Regions from separate parts of the Mus musculus genome. Here regions 2, 3, 4 and 5 are each linked to region 1. The links are chromatin contacts, called in public HiCAR-type and promoter capture Hi-C maps. All regions are on one chromosome and are shown on one strand. Each heading gives the region's core, a stretch centred on a gene start, on an enhancer-like site or on the middle of the called end of the contact. The rest is flanking DNA. Distances are from core to core; before and after follow the strand shown.

Evidence for each region. Promoter capture Hi-C pulls out the DNA fragments that hold promoters and counts their contacts. HiCAR-type assays count read pairs that join an accessible place to other places. Capture Hi-C pulls out chosen DNA fragments and counts their contacts.
Region 2: a contact with region 1 is called in a HiCAR-type map of astrocytes, with 6 times the contacts expected there. The contact joins the promoter of D530033B14Rik here to the promoter of Dpy19l3 in region 1. A contact is called at or near these places in 5 of 39 promoter capture datasets (cranial neural crest, hippocampal neurons, liver and 1 more), 2 of 115 datasets of contacts at active chromatin or transcription factors (astrocytes and large pre-B cells) and 2 of 9 other capture datasets (adipose tissue and liver).
Region 3: a promoter capture Hi-C map of adipose tissue shows a contact between it and region 1, with 3 times the contacts expected there. The contact joins the promoter of Pop4 here to the promoter of Dpy19l3 in region 1. A contact is called at or near these places in 2 of 39 promoter capture datasets (the C10 cell line and liver) and 1 of 9 other capture datasets (adipose tissue).
Region 4: a contact with region 1 is called in a HiCAR-type map of astrocytes, with 10 times the contacts expected there. The contact joins the promoter of Ccne1 here to the promoter of Dpy19l3 in region 1. A contact is called at or near these places in 8 of 39 promoter capture datasets (the 3T3-L1 cell line, the C10 cell line, cranial neural crest and 3 more), 1 of 15 datasets of contacts at CTCF or cohesin (large pre-B cells), 2 of 115 datasets of contacts at active chromatin or transcription factors (astrocytes and large pre-B cells) and 1 of 9 other capture datasets (adipose tissue).
Region 5: a contact with region 1 is called in a promoter capture Hi-C map of hippocampal neurons, with 9 times the contacts expected there. The contact joins the promoter of Zfp536 here to the promoter of Dpy19l3 in region 1. A contact is called at or near these places in 2 of 39 promoter capture datasets (embryonic stem cells and hippocampal neurons) and 1 of 115 datasets of contacts at active chromatin or transcription factors (embryonic stem cells).

Annotation. Positions count from the first base shown.
Region 1 is chr7:35,753,078-35,755,777 of GRCm38.p6, forward strand. It overlaps Dpy19l3 (dpy-19-like 3 (C. elegans)), which reads right to left and starts at 1,377. Exons shown (of 19, transcript NM_178704.3): 1 at 1,178-1,377.
Region 2 is chr7:38,182,361-38,185,060 of GRCm38.p6, forward strand. D530033B14Rik (RIKEN cDNA D530033B14 gene) reads right to left here and starts at 1,422. Exons shown (of 1, transcript NR_165180.1): 1 at 212-1,422. 1600014C10Rik (RIKEN cDNA 1600014C10 gene) reads left to right here and starts at 1,427. Exons shown (of 4, transcript NM_028166.3): 1 at 1,427-1,539.
Region 3 is chr7:38,269,943-38,272,642 of GRCm38.p6, forward strand. It overlaps Pop4 (processing of precursor 4, ribonuclease P/MRP family, (S. cerevisiae)), which reads right to left and starts at 1,406. Exons shown (of 7, transcript NM_025390.4): 1 at 1,205-1,406. The coding sequence starts at 1,211.
Region 4 is chr7:38,106,124-38,108,823 of GRCm38.p6, forward strand. Ccne1 (cyclin E1) reads right to left here and starts at 1,367. Exons shown (of 12, transcript NM_007633.2): 1 at 1,199-1,367; 2 at 664-706; 3 at 473-560; 4 at 156-224. The coding sequence starts at 677.
Region 5 is chr7:37,768,390-37,771,089 of GRCm38.p6, forward strand. It overlaps Zfp536 (zinc finger protein 536), which reads right to left and starts at 1,363. Exons shown (of 6, transcript NM_172385.2): 1 at 1,207-1,363.

The DNA of each region.
Region 1 (2,700 bases), core at 127-2,626:
CCGTAACACTAACTGTGGGATTTGTTGCGTGACACAGTTTTACATTATTTTCTACAGTTCCTACAGAAAGTAGTGGGTCTGATTTATTCCCACAGAACTGACCACGTGGGAGGGATTCCTAGTAAACTTGTGACAGCCAGATTTTGAAGAACTGAAACACTGTTTCTGATACCTGAATTTTAGCACCTGTGTTCTTTGAAAAAAAAAAAAAATCCCTGCTAAGCTTTATGCCTGGATGTCAAAGACAGTAAGACAGTGCGGGGCTGTGCCAGTCAGGGTGGCTGCTCTCTCTGGGGAGCAACTGTGGGTGTAGCTGCGGGAGCAGTTACCTAGTTTGGAAGCTATGAGGGGGAGGCGGGGGTGTGGTGGTGGTGAGTAAGCTGGCTTCAGTCCCCCGGGAACATCTTGCCTGGTTCCTCTGACTAATGAATAGCGTTTTACTAATTATCTATTAAAGATGAGGAGTAGCCAGACGCGATTGTTTCGGCAGCTAATCCAACCTGCACTCTAGTTACCAAAGTCTATGTTTATCTAACGGAAAGGCTCTTGCTAAATACAACAGAGGAAGCCAACACCACACAATGCTTTTGTTAAGATTCATTCATTCAAAAATGCTCAGACTGAACACAGACTCAAATGCAGTGTGCTCAAAAAGCACAAGAAACGGGGGGGGGGGGGGGAGAGAAGAAATCTTTTCAAAGTCTTGCAGCCACAGCTGGAATCCTGTCCCCTCTTGAGGAGTTATACCCTCCCTGCTAGCCCTCGGCGGGTTAGGGCTATACAGGGGGCCCACCTTACATCTACCCTGAGCCTGGTAAAGCAGAAAGTTAACAAACATGCCAGGTGCTAATTACATTTCCCGTCTGCATGGCAACAGCCTCCCCAACTAGGAAACAAAAAGTTGCTCCGGCCAGCCGGACTCAAAGCCCTGCCAGACATTAGCAAAGAGACCCTAAGGCAATTCCTGGACTACTGACCAGGACGCGCGCCACTCCCCCGCACCTGGAGCCACTCCCCTGCGCACCTGGCGAGCCCACGCGAGGACCAGGTGCTAGCCGGCCCGGGGAACCTCGCGACACTCGCTCCCGCTCTGAGACGCTCCCTCCCACGCCCCGCCCACGTGTCCCGTAGACACTGCGCGTCCAGTCCCCTCGCGGCCCGACCCCCAGCCACAGACCTGCGGCCTCAGCAGTCCTCAGGGGCGGCTCGGGTTGGCAAAGAAGCACCCCGAGCACCCAGGCCTTAGGGACGCGCCCACTTCACGGGCTACAGCGAGGTGAAGACTAGGAGGACCCAGCTGTTCCCGGCTCTGTGCGGCGCGCTGCAAGGATGGGCCTGGGGGGCGTCTACAGCCCGGGGAAGGGGCGCGCCGGGGAGGCCGGGCCGCTACCGCTGCATTCATTGGTCCCGGCAGCTGTTCGTCAACGCAAGGCCCCGCCCCCGCCTCCCGCGCTGCCCCGCCCCGTCTCGTGCGGCGCACACCGGAAGGAAGAGGTACACTTCCGCTCAGAGGGCTGTTTTGGGGGTGTTAGGCTCCGAGGCAGGTCTTAAGCTTGGCTTGTTCCTGTGTTCGGAGTCCCTGGTGCCCCGAAGAAAGGTTACCCAGTCTCGGGGGACCTTCCCAGCTCTACCTCCTGCCTCCAATGTCCGGCTATATGCACTTTCGACGTTGTTTAGTGATAAAATCCGCAGACACTTTTGGGTCTCCAAAGACATGCCTCTCAGTCCCCACACCCCCAACCCATCCACACCCATCCTCCCGCCGCCGCCGTAGTACTGCTCTGGCCTTTGTTGTTAATTCTCCTCCTTAACATGCACCTTCAGTATTGAGTCCTAGATGTTCCTCTTATCTTTAAACTGCTTGTCAGCATCTTTTCCCTCTCTTTGAGACAGGGTCTCACTTTCTAGCTCTGGCTGGCCTGAAATTGCGTGTGGACCAATTTGGCCTCACGTCTGCCTCTGCCTCCTGAGTGCTGTGACTAAAGGAAGGTGTGCGCCAGACTGAGTTTTGGTAGTGGATGGCCCACTGAGATCAGTACCTACGAAAAGGCAGCCTGTCATCTAATTCCAACAAAAATTGTTCCATACACCCTGCCTTTCTTAGCTACCTGTCCCTGATAGATCTTTTTCTCTTTTGGTTGTCGACTGTTAATACCAAGAACACACTGCTCAGAATGCTTTATTAGATAGCCCCTCACCCCACACCTACTTAAAGTGATTTGTGGAACATGTAACTGGTGTGAGGCGCATGTCCCTGAGGGGAACAGTATTCAGCTGCTGCTTCATGTCTGTAACACGAGGCAAGAACTGTCATAAGAACGTCGGGTCGTAGTGCTTCTCATAGAAAGTGGGTGCGCACTAAGAGTAAAGTCTGAGATTTAAGGTCTTAGATGGCGCTCCTGTAGTCCTGCTGAGGAAGGAGGCTGCCGCAGGAGGATGACAAGTCCAACTCTTGCCTGGGCCATATGCAGAGACATAGAGTACTGGCTTGTCACAAGCATGCAGCAAGACGATGAGTTGTAGTGAAGCACGATAGAAAGGCAAGGGAAATTATGGAGGAAGGAGAAGGAATTTCCCCCATTCCACTGCAGATCTAGATGAACCCTCGCCAGCTGCAGGCAAGGATCCCAGCACAGAATACTTGCTGTAAAGTTTGCTAACAGAAATGATGAGTTCCTCTCATGGATCTTATGTTAAACA
Region 2 (2,700 bases), core at 172-2,671, 2.4 Mb after region 1:
TTTGTTTGTTTCTGTCTCCCAAGTGCTTCGATTAAAGGTGTACACCCCTGCACCTGGTAGCTAGCCTCAAATTGTTGAGCTTTCTGCCTCAGAAGGAGCTCTATCTGAGTAACAGGATTGTGGATGTACACACACCTACTGTGCACCTCTTTCACAGACGGCCTCAGCCGCTACTGGCTGTCTAGGAACACTTCTAGGTGTCAGGGTGATAATTTTAGGGCTTTATTCATCGTCGGTGTGGATGTCTTATAGCCTAGTCTCTATTCTCCACTGAACTTTCCTGTTCCCATCATTGCTACATACTTCTGATATTTAGGCAAAGGAGAAAACAAGCGAGTCCGGTTCTCGACCTTGCCACCAGAGGGCGCTGCCCGCGGGGGACATTGAAGCGCCTCACCTCATAGCTCCACAGAGAGCAAGGAGCTAATCTATTCTTAGCCTCAGTTAACTTTGGCTCTTGAAAGTCACCCAAACTCGGGCAAAAGCTCCTACTCGAAAACGCACAGACTTTTCCACTCCAGCCAGGAGAATCTTGATGTTAAAAGGGGTTCGAGGCCTTCTAAGAAGACAGAAAAGAAGAAATAATATGGCCCTGCACAGATCATCTGTATGCCCGCAGCAGCTCTCCACCCCCACCTGGCAGATCGCGCTAGGGGCCACTTGGACCTAGACTGGAGTTCGCTCGCCACACTCTCTATTTGGGTGGCATTGGCTAGCCCAGTCCCTCTGTATCTAGTTTGTCACTGACAACCGTGCGTACTCAAGACTTTGCTCAGGGTTAAAGTTCAGTATTGGGAGAGATACCAGATTTGGCATATTTTCAGGCCAGCCCTAGAGTCCTTGGGACCAGGGGGCGGGGACTGCTCCCTAGGCCTCTCTGGATTTTTCTGTTACTCTGCTCTCTTTCTGAGTGGCTCCCTTTGCCCTGCAAGTGGAGTGGGCTCTGTTCTGGTCTTAGGAGGTCTGAAAGCTATACCAGCCCCTGCGCGTCCCACGCAGGCCCCAGCGTTAATTAACCAGCAGTCGCTCCTGACAGCCAAGCCCCTCTATCATCTCCCAGGTCCAGGACCCTGTGGGAGAAAGGGTCCGGCAAGTCACAGACCCAGCCAGCGCAAAGGGCGATCGAGGAGAACCTTCCAGGAACCGTCCCAGATCCTAAACGTGAGGTTGGGCACTGAGTGGGGTGGCCAGGCGGAGAGGAAGTGGGGGCAGCGGGTCCTCGCGACACAGAGTCCCCTCCCAGATGCTCCCCATTTCCGCAGGCACAGAGCTTCCTAGCCTGGGTCTTGGTGTCAGTCAATCAGACGCTGGGGCGCGGAAGGGACGCCTCGCCCCGCCATCAAGATCTTTCCCCAGGCCTGTCCCATCTTGAGGACCCAGACTCATGGGGACCCAGAGCTCGGCGACCCGGAAGGCCGGCGGAGCCGGAAGGTGGGAGGGCGGAGCCAGGGTGGCGGTGGCCTGTGAACGCCTCTCTGGAGCTGGCAGAGCAGAGCCGGCCTCAGTGCCTTGGCGGTCCCAGACTCCAGCTCGGTAAAGGTGCGCGCGGGGAAGCCGGGGTCTGCGAAGCCGGTCGGGGACCCTACGGTGTCAGGCCCAGTGCTAGAGCTGTTCATCTCAATGCAAAGGACCTGAGACACTGAAGGCCTAAGCTGCAGCGCCGAGGTTGGAGTAGTCAGCAGCTCCGTGCGCTTCCAGCCGCAACCTGGATGCTTGGGAGTGCGCGTGCGCGGTGCGGTGTCTTCCCACAGTTTATGCCTTCTGCCTAGCGGACTGCTGTGCTTGGCCCAGAGAGGGAGGAAATCTGGGCTCTAGCTTAGGGATGGCCAGGAATGAATGTCAGGGGATCAAAGGGCCAGATTAATTGGAGCTGTTGTTGAAAAACGTTCTTCTATGACTAAGTAGATAAGGTGCATGCATGGCCGGGTGCAGAGGGCACGGTGCTGCTGAGTGATGGGTGTCAGTTAACTCTGCGAGCTATGTAGCGAACCTACCACTGACCACTTCTGATCTTTCAAGAGAAATTAGGAAGATCTAAGATATATGTAAGATTGTATTATTGCTGTTAGTTTGAGACTGGGTCTCACTATGTAACCTTCACTGGTCTTGATCTGGGAGTCCTACCATAGCCTCCCCCATGCTGGGGTTATGGGAGGGAGCCAGCACACCCTCGATATCTTCTTATTTTTAAATACCAACAATCAAGTAAGTAAACAACTTAGTAGGCTGGAAGAACAGGGTGATGAACTTCACAGAGGACAGAGTACAACTGGGGAATTCCAGACAGGGGAGCAAATATTGCTATTTGGCCAAAGACCTGTTTTCCACTCAGTTTCTGTTTGTTTCTCCCTGCAGCCTCCCCTTACCCACCCCCTACCCCTGACACATTTCCTCCCTCTACTCTGGGGATTTGAATCCCAGCTTCGTCTAAGATTGCTATAAAGAACATGGAGCCCCCTGTTACTCTGAGGCCTCCTCCTCTGTTCCTCACAACTTGATTGGACTCAGGTCAGGCTGCTGTCCAAAGGTTTGAGTTTTTCACCTCCTCTGTGTATGGGAGCCCTGCTGTCATCTTCCCTCCAGTCTGGGTGACTATAGGACATCAGGGCTCCCAGTTAGCTTTTGTCTTCCCTATGGCTGGCAGATGGACTTCCGGTGAACAGGACCTGTTTTGAGGACAGCATTATTGAAGTCGTTCTG
Region 3 (2,700 bases), core at 156-2,655, 2.5 Mb after region 1:
TCTTCATGATGATGAAACCTCTTTAAACCTCCACAATCCTGTTTCTTATTTGTTTGGAGGCAATCATCATGGTGGCACTGGGGCAGAGACTACAGGAGTAAATGGGAAAAGGAAGGGCCCATGACCAGAAAGTGCAGTTCACACTACACCCTATACACTGCACTTCTGAGCTGGGTGTGGCGGCACACATGGTTGATCCATCCCATTACTTGAGAGGTAGAGGCCGAGCTGGTTCACACGGTGAGCTCCAGGCTAGTCAGGAGTACATAGCTGACTTTATCCCAACAGCAACAATAAGAAACAAACAAACAAACAAACAATCCATCTCTGTCTCCCTGAGTATATGCTTGACCCAAGCAAACAAACCAAGGTACCACAAGTTTTATATACAGAATCTAGCTCTCTCTTGAACAATGGATCAAGATTGAACTTTATTGTGATAAACATGCAGGGGCTGGAATCCCAGGAAGAACTTTGTTTTATTTACCCCAGATGCCTCGCATCAAAGTTGAAAGTCTTTCTGCAACATGCAGTAGGTGTGGGACACTCACAGCTTGTCAAGCGGTTGGTTGAGTGAGTGTGCATATATATTATCTTAATGTCATTAATCTTTCTAAGCAATTTTTAACAGTAGCTCTTCTTTGTTATGCACATAATAAAGTGGTAGCTGAGACACGCTAAGAAACTTGTTCTCAGACAAAAAGGGCATGAATCACCAAATCAGAGGCAATATCTTTACCTCTCTCCTCTAGTACTGCCCCAGTGCTTGGCTGCCCTTCTGGGCACAGCTCTTTTCGGCTCAAATTCCAAAGCCTTAGGTGTACGATACTGCCCCTCAGCAGCTTTTTACAGGGGCAAGGGTGAAAACCAGGTGGCAGAGGGGTGCAGGTCCTTGACAGAAGTTATACGGGAAGGTAGTAGCTAGGTCCGGTCAAGAACTTGGACCCATCTCTTCTAGTTCCCCCGAGAGGCCCCTGAGGAGAGCACACAAACTCGATCCTGACATTTATTCCTAGCTAAGAGACTGAGACGGCGGATTCAGACTCCGGGCCTCCATTTCTTTTGTGTACTAAGGTAATTCCCTGGAAGTTGCCTTAGGACTCTGTTGAGACAGGTATCCCTGATTCATTTCCCAAGCCAACTTCTAGTTCCGAGGTTCTATATTCCCACCCCGGCCCCGCTCCGCGTCCCTCATCCCACTTACCCTTCATTGTCGGCCAGCTTCCGGAGCTCTCTGGCGATGTCTCCTTCAGGCCTCACTCATTCCTTTCCTTTCTTCGCTTTGTTCAGCGGCTTTCTCCCGCCGGGACGCTGCTTTTTTGTTTAAAATTCCACTGGAAAAATCCGATAAGCCCAAGAGACAATTAACAAAGTGCACGGACTTGCTCCACCCTGCGTCAGGGGATGGCGACCAGATTTCGGATCGGGCGCCTCTCTGACGTCATTGACGCGACGGCATCTGTGTGCGTCCGTCACTGGCACAGGCTCTGTGGTTGAGAGAGGAGCGGATTTTGCGGGTCTGCTGTGGTGTTCAGTATGCAAGTGTCTGTAACTGGAGTAGTCGTGTTGGGGGGTCAGGATTAATGAAATGTAGCGAGAGCAAGCTGCCATAGAGAGGACGCGAGGGAGATTGGGGACGAGGGAGGGCACAAGTTGGCCGGGGATATCGGCGGTAACGACTGTGGGATTCCTTTTTTTTTTTTTTTAAGCAAGAGGCTTACAGTGTTGCCCTGGGTAATCTAGAATTTACTCCCGAGAATACTAGTCATATTTTGTACTGGTGGCCGGGGGTATTTAGTCCTGTTTCTGCTACTAAATACTTTTATGACCTCGTTCAAAGGTCTTTTTCCTATTAGTAAAGAAAAAGAGTAGGTTTATTTGCTATCGGATGCAAGAAGGTAGAGACGTGTAGTTAGTGTAGCTAGTATAACAAAAGTTACATTTTATTATGCAAACGGTCATTTCATAGGTTCACCCCCTAAATTCCTAACTACCTAAGCCTATCTCCCCAAGGCTACCCTCCTGTGTGACTTATCTTAGCTGAAGGTCAGGTCCAGTCTCCAACAGAAGTTTTTGATTGGAGTGTCAGATTACTCTCCAGCCGCAGGGCAGATGAAGGTGGCTTCTCTTCAGTTGTGCAGAGCAGAGCATTGCTCTTGGTGCCCACTAATACACTGTCCACTGGGTGTCATGGGGTTCTAGGACTGTGTCTAGTTGTCTTGAGTGATGTAACTGGGTTCTGGTTATCAGGTGCTGCCTTGGGTGTACTGGGGTTCCTTAATTAAACGTTTTACATGGGGTTCCTTAGTTAAACGTTTTACATGTCTAAAAGGCACCTATCTTCTTCTTCTTCTCTCTCTCTTTCTTTCTTTCTTTCTTTCTTTCTTTCTTTCTTTCTTTCTTTCTTTCTTTCTTCTCTTTCTTCTCTCTCTCTCTCTCTCTCTCTCTCTCTCTCTCTCTCTCTCTCTCTCTCTCTCTCTCTCCCTCCCTCCCTCCCTCCCTCCCTCCCTCCCTCCCTTCCTTTCTTTCCTGTGCTCATTGCATCTTACCCCATTGGTCTCAAAATGTTTGCTCTTTTAAAAAATTGATTCTTTTTCACTGAAGACAGTGTCCCAGACACTTGCTTTGTGGTCTAGGCTGAGCTTGAAAGTGCAACATTCCTGCCTGGCCTTCTGGAGCATTGGAATTTATAGTCTATCT
Region 4 (2,700 bases), core at 117-2,616, 2.4 Mb after region 1:
AAACCCCTCCCACAACCCCAGGCCCAACTGAGACCAGGCCACATTGACAAGCTTCAGAGGTTCAGCCATGTGGCCTGCAGCTCTGTTTTGGGAAAGTTGGAAGAAAGAAAACCTGGAACCCAGGAGGCAGAATACCCTGTAGGCAGCAGACCTACCTGACTGCTATCCTCGCTTTTCACAGTCTTGTCAATCTTGGCAATTTCTTCATCTGGGTCTTGCAAAAACTAAAAAAAAAAAAAAAAAAAAAAAAATCCCGGTCCACCATGGGTCCACATGGTGCGACCCAAAGACAAAAAACACAAGAGAAAAAGGGGGAAATGTTTGTTAGGTCATGAACGACATTCAACTAAAGGAAACCTCTCTCTCAACTAATTCTTTTCACTAGTAGGTAAGAAGAACCAAATTTGGTACCCAGGTAAGATGGAAGGGGGGGTGGGCTGTCCCCTTCCCAACCTGTATCCTTTGTACTCACCACGGCCACATTTGCCTTCCTTTTTCTGGAGCGGACTGAAAGGTCGGAGCCACCTTCTTCTTTCATGTTGCTGTGGTCCGTCGAGTCTCTGCAAGGGCATGGTGTCATGGGGTGCTGCTCCCCAAAAACTCAGGCCGCCCCTCCCCCACCGCTACTCACCCTTACCCTCCCGCAGCAGGGAGGCCACTCACCTCTCCCTTGGCATGGCTCAGGACTTGGGCTTGGAACTCAGACCTGGGAGGACAACAAGCAAGCATCGTGGTGAGCACGGCCCGCAGAGGGGACCTGAGTCTTCCAGTTCGTCCCGGGCACCCCTCCCCCCTCCCGCGCGGGCGGCGGCGGCGGGAGCCTCCTGGGCCCGGAGGCCGGCCGGGAAAATGGCCGATGGGCCCGGGTGGCTTGTCACCCGCAGGCGCCGCCAGCAGCCTGCGACCCTGGGTCCGAACCTGAGGTTGGGGATGGAGGCCCAGCCGCCCTTCAAGAGGACCCCCCGCTCCATCACCGTCCTCGGGGCCGGGGCTGCCTCAGTGTCCCTTTCTACACCTACCCCTGACCCGTCTCTCACAGCCACCCCGGCCGGGGCACCCCGAGCTGATACCTCAGGGGACCGGGTGACCCGGCCTCGCCCCACCCCCACCCGGGCCCGGTCCGGTCTGGTCGGACCCGGTCCGGACGCCTGGGAGTCGTGGGAGTCCCGGGAGTCCCGGGAGTCCAGGCAGCCCGTACCCGAAGCTGTGTCCGCCGCAGGCAGGCGCGCTCGAGCGGGCAGGAGGCCGACGGCGAGCGGGAAGCAGGAGGCGGGAGGCGGCGGCCGAGCGCGCGGCGCTGGCGGGATCCGCGCCTGCCCCCTACACCGCGCTGGCTGTCGAGCCGGCTGCTCCTGCGCCCGGCTTCGAGCGGGACATTTAAAAATCCCAGCGCGCGGCACCGGCCCCGTCCCGCCCTCGCGCCCCGCCCCGAGGGCTGCGAGCCCCTCAGCGGCCGCCGCAGGCCCGGGGCCCGCCCCGTCGCCGCGCGGACCAGCGAGGAGCTCTGGTGGGGGCGTGGCCTCCCGGGGGGCGTGTTCTTTTACGGGCGTGGCATGCACTAAAGGGGTGGGGCTAGATGTCAGGGCCTGCGCGCCGGGGGCGGGGTGCGGACGTGGTAGGCGGGGCCTGCGCGGGGCGGGACGCGGGAGAGTCGTCTGGCGCGCGCGGCTGCGGGGCGGGCTCGCTGACGCGGGAGAATCTTGGCGCGAGCGCCTGAAGGATTCTGAGCGTGCGGGGCCGGGAGGAGCGGCATGGGCCGCCCAAGTGGAATGTCAGCAGGGCAGATCGCAATGATCGGCGGCCGGGCTTGACTGGAGTGAGGCACGGGAGGGCCCGGAGTTAAGAACCCGTCATCCGCCGGTCTCCCGCGCGCGCGCACTGTCCCTCCTGACTCGTCCTCCCCGCCCCTGAGACGCAGAGTTCCGGGCCGAGTCCGGCGCGTGGGTGTCCCCAAGGTCACAACAGCTTGTGGCTCCTGGGACCGGAACCAGCATTCAGGCTGCTGCTGTTAGGTCTCCTGTGGACCAGCAGCAGGTCCTTTAACCTGTCAGTGTTTCTGGTCCATTCATCCACCCATTCATTCATTCATTAGGCTACCCAAGCACATTTCTGTGCCTCTAGCACACATGGGCCCAACCCGTTTGCAGAAAGCCTCTCTGACCCTTAGGTCCCCATGAGGTGAGGCAGTCTCCAGCCTATAATTTTACTCCAAGTGTTTTCATCAACCTCAGAGTATGCACATGCCTCACAAACGTGAAGTGACCCTCACCCACCCCAGACCTGACCTTCAGCCCTCCGCCCGAGCTGCTGGATCCAGCATCCGGTGCCCTTTCGCACCCCAGAGCCTCAGAGCTTGCTTTACTCTCTTCTGACCCATTCCAGCTGTTTGTGCTTCCGGAAAACTTGAAGGTCTTTGGTAACCACTTCCTCTCCGGCGTACCTTTCCCCAGGACGTCCCCTCCAGTGTTAAACTATGGCAAAGCACTTGTTTCTTCCAATCTCTTGTTCACTCTGTTTTCTTATCCCGTTGCCCCTTCTGTATCTTGGACCAAAAGGGTCACTTCCCTTATGTTAGTAAATGATATAGAAAGAAAGAAAGAAAGAAAGAAAGAAAGAAAGAAAGAAAGAAAGAAAGAAAGAAAGAAAGAAAGAAAGAAAGAAAGAAAGAGAGAAAAGAAACCCACACTGACCCAGGTCTGT
Region 5 (2,700 bases), core at 113-2,612, 2.0 Mb after region 1:
GAAGCTGACTCTTTGTTGGTCAGGTTGGGGTGGGGGATGCTAATTCCTAGGGCGCCGTGTCCTGATTGTCGGGGAGCTGGGCAGAGTGCTATCATTACCAACAACTCAGCCAGGCGGGTAATGGTGAGATCAAGAGACATTTGCACCGCTATCAGGATGACATCATAGCTAAAGCAGCCTTCAGCCAAAGCCCTAGGCTCTCTTAGAGTAGAGGCCAAAGGGCTATGGGGGGAGGTGCCCCCCCCCCGCAACTCCCAGAGCTGGAAGCTGAGTCTCAGGCCCCTGCCATGCAGGGTGGTGGGCCTTGCCCACAGCCAAGTTCCCAGGCAGGCCCAGAAATGGGAAAGACAGCTGGAGTCTTCTCCAACGCAATCTACTTTCCCCCTCCATCCTGCTCACTGCAAATAATACTACTAATAATAACATAGTATGCATTTTTTTCAACAATTTGAAATTGTGAAGCCATTTCCCTGACCAGGGTGGAGCCGGCATGCCATGCCCGCAGCTACATCTCTGCTGTAGAATTGATAGCATTTCCAACCGAATTGTCAATCTGTTGGTGGTGACCCTCTCTTAGGCAAAACAGCTCTCACTCCATTTTTTTCAAGCAATAGAAACAGAGGACGCTGAAGGGGAAGGCAGACTGGAAAGGAAGCCTTCCTACTCTTGTTTTGGTTGCTTTTCTTCCTTTTAAAGCCCAGCAAAACACAGGGGCGCACACGCGAGCGCACGCACACCCTGAGACACAAACCTTAGAATAATGGGGGAGGCATTTGGCGACAAACTGCATCAGCGGCGCGGCGCGACAGGCAACCAACCCCGCTCACTCGCAGCTCAGCTCTCCAAGCCGCGGCAGCGACGGTGGCGGTGGCGGCGGCGACAGAGACCCGTCACCCTCCCAAAGAACCCCTATGCTCAACTCTCAACTGTGTCCCCAAGATCTCCTCTTCAGGCTCGCCTCAACTATGCGCGTGGCCCAGTCACCTCACCTCGCCGGAAAAGTGGAGAGACAGGGTTGGGAGTTGTGTTTAAAAAAAAAAAAAAAAACAGCAAAAAAACAAAACAAAACAAAAAGTTCCTCGAACATCCAGCCCAGCAGATGCAATTCTCCCGCCCGCTGCACACTCTCCCCGAGCCGGCCGGGCACTCGCCCCCAGCACTGCGCCCTCACCTCGGGGCGCGCGGAGGGCACCGCAGGGCACTTACTTGGCACTTGCTTTTGAGTGTGCAGGTCGTCGCGGTTTTCACTTGGGTTTTCAAATAAGTTTCAGGGAGGAAGGAGGCAAAAAAAAAAATCCAATTATGCAAATGGACTCCGGCCGGGGGAGGCGCGCGTTGAATCTGACGCTGCTACTGTATGAGTTCTTGGAGCAGCCCCGGCCCGGCAGATTTATGGGGGCGCGTCACGGCTACGCCAGGTCCCGCCGCCGGAGCATCTCGAAGTTAATTAAAGCGGTAATGTCCACTTTCCTGGCGACCCTCCGTGCGTGGGTTTACTATTTCACCCTCCAACACGACCCAGGAGGGGACACTGATGTGCCCCCCACGCCCCTCTTCTTTCTCTCTTCTTCCCCCTCTTCTGCCTCTCTCTTTCTCTCCCTCCTTTTTCCTCTCTTTAAGTCGCCTGCTTTGCACTCAGTGAACAATGAACAAAGATGTGAGTGATGGGGAAAGATCGCCCCCCTCCCAGCCCAAGCAGTGAGCGAAGCTGGTCTCAAAGTCAAAATCCAGTTGTTAAAAACTGAGAAAGAAAACCAGGGTCTCCACGCTAAGCTCCCTTTCTACACACACGTACACACGCACGCACACATATGAGCAAGCACACCCCACCCCAAGTTCACCTAAGCCCTGCCTGGAGACCTAGGGACCGTGGGGGAAAAGCCAAGGCCCCGGCGCGCGGGGATGCCCAACTCGCGGTGGACACGAGGGGACAGCAGGGACAGGGGAGCTGTGCTCGCTCCGGCCAAGATCATTTCCCGCGCCCCTCCCAGTCTACTGCCCCCACCACTACCCACCGGCCCCCTCCCAACGTCTACACCGAGAGGCCTGGCCCCACGGCCCCGCTCCGGCTGCAGCCGGCCGGATGCGCTCAGCAAACGCGGCCCCTGTCGGATTTCTGCTAAACTGCAGAGCGGCGGCGGCGACTGCCCAGAGAAGCGCAGGAGGAACCCAAGGCCAGCTCGGCGCGCACTCACCCTGCTAGCCCGCTAGTCCTAAAGCCGGTGCCCCGGGCCGCCCACCCGCGCGCACCTCAGAGGATGCACACGCACAGCGCGCTCGAGCCCCGCAGGCAGGGACCGCACGTAGCCGCCGTTATTTTCCGCTCAAGTGAAAACTAAGGCGGCTGACGAATCACGTCTCCTGCGAGGCACCCGTTAGACAAAACAATATCCTGCAAACAAAACCCGGCCACCGCTGCCACCCGCGCGCCAGGCCGGGACCCCGCCCTGCTCCTCCCAGGCCCCAGCCCCTGGCTTCTGCCCGCACCGACCCCAGCCTTCCAGGCTTGCATCCTTCCAGGAAAGAACTCGGGGACTTGAGTGTGCGCTCACCAAGAGGCGGACAAACAGGAAGGACTCACAAACCGGGAGTGAAAAATGGGGGCCACTTAACTTTCCACCTGTCCCTAGAGAAACCTTGCGGGGAATTTTCTCCGAAGAGTTGGTCTCTCTCTCTCTCTCTCTCTCTCTCTCTCTCTCT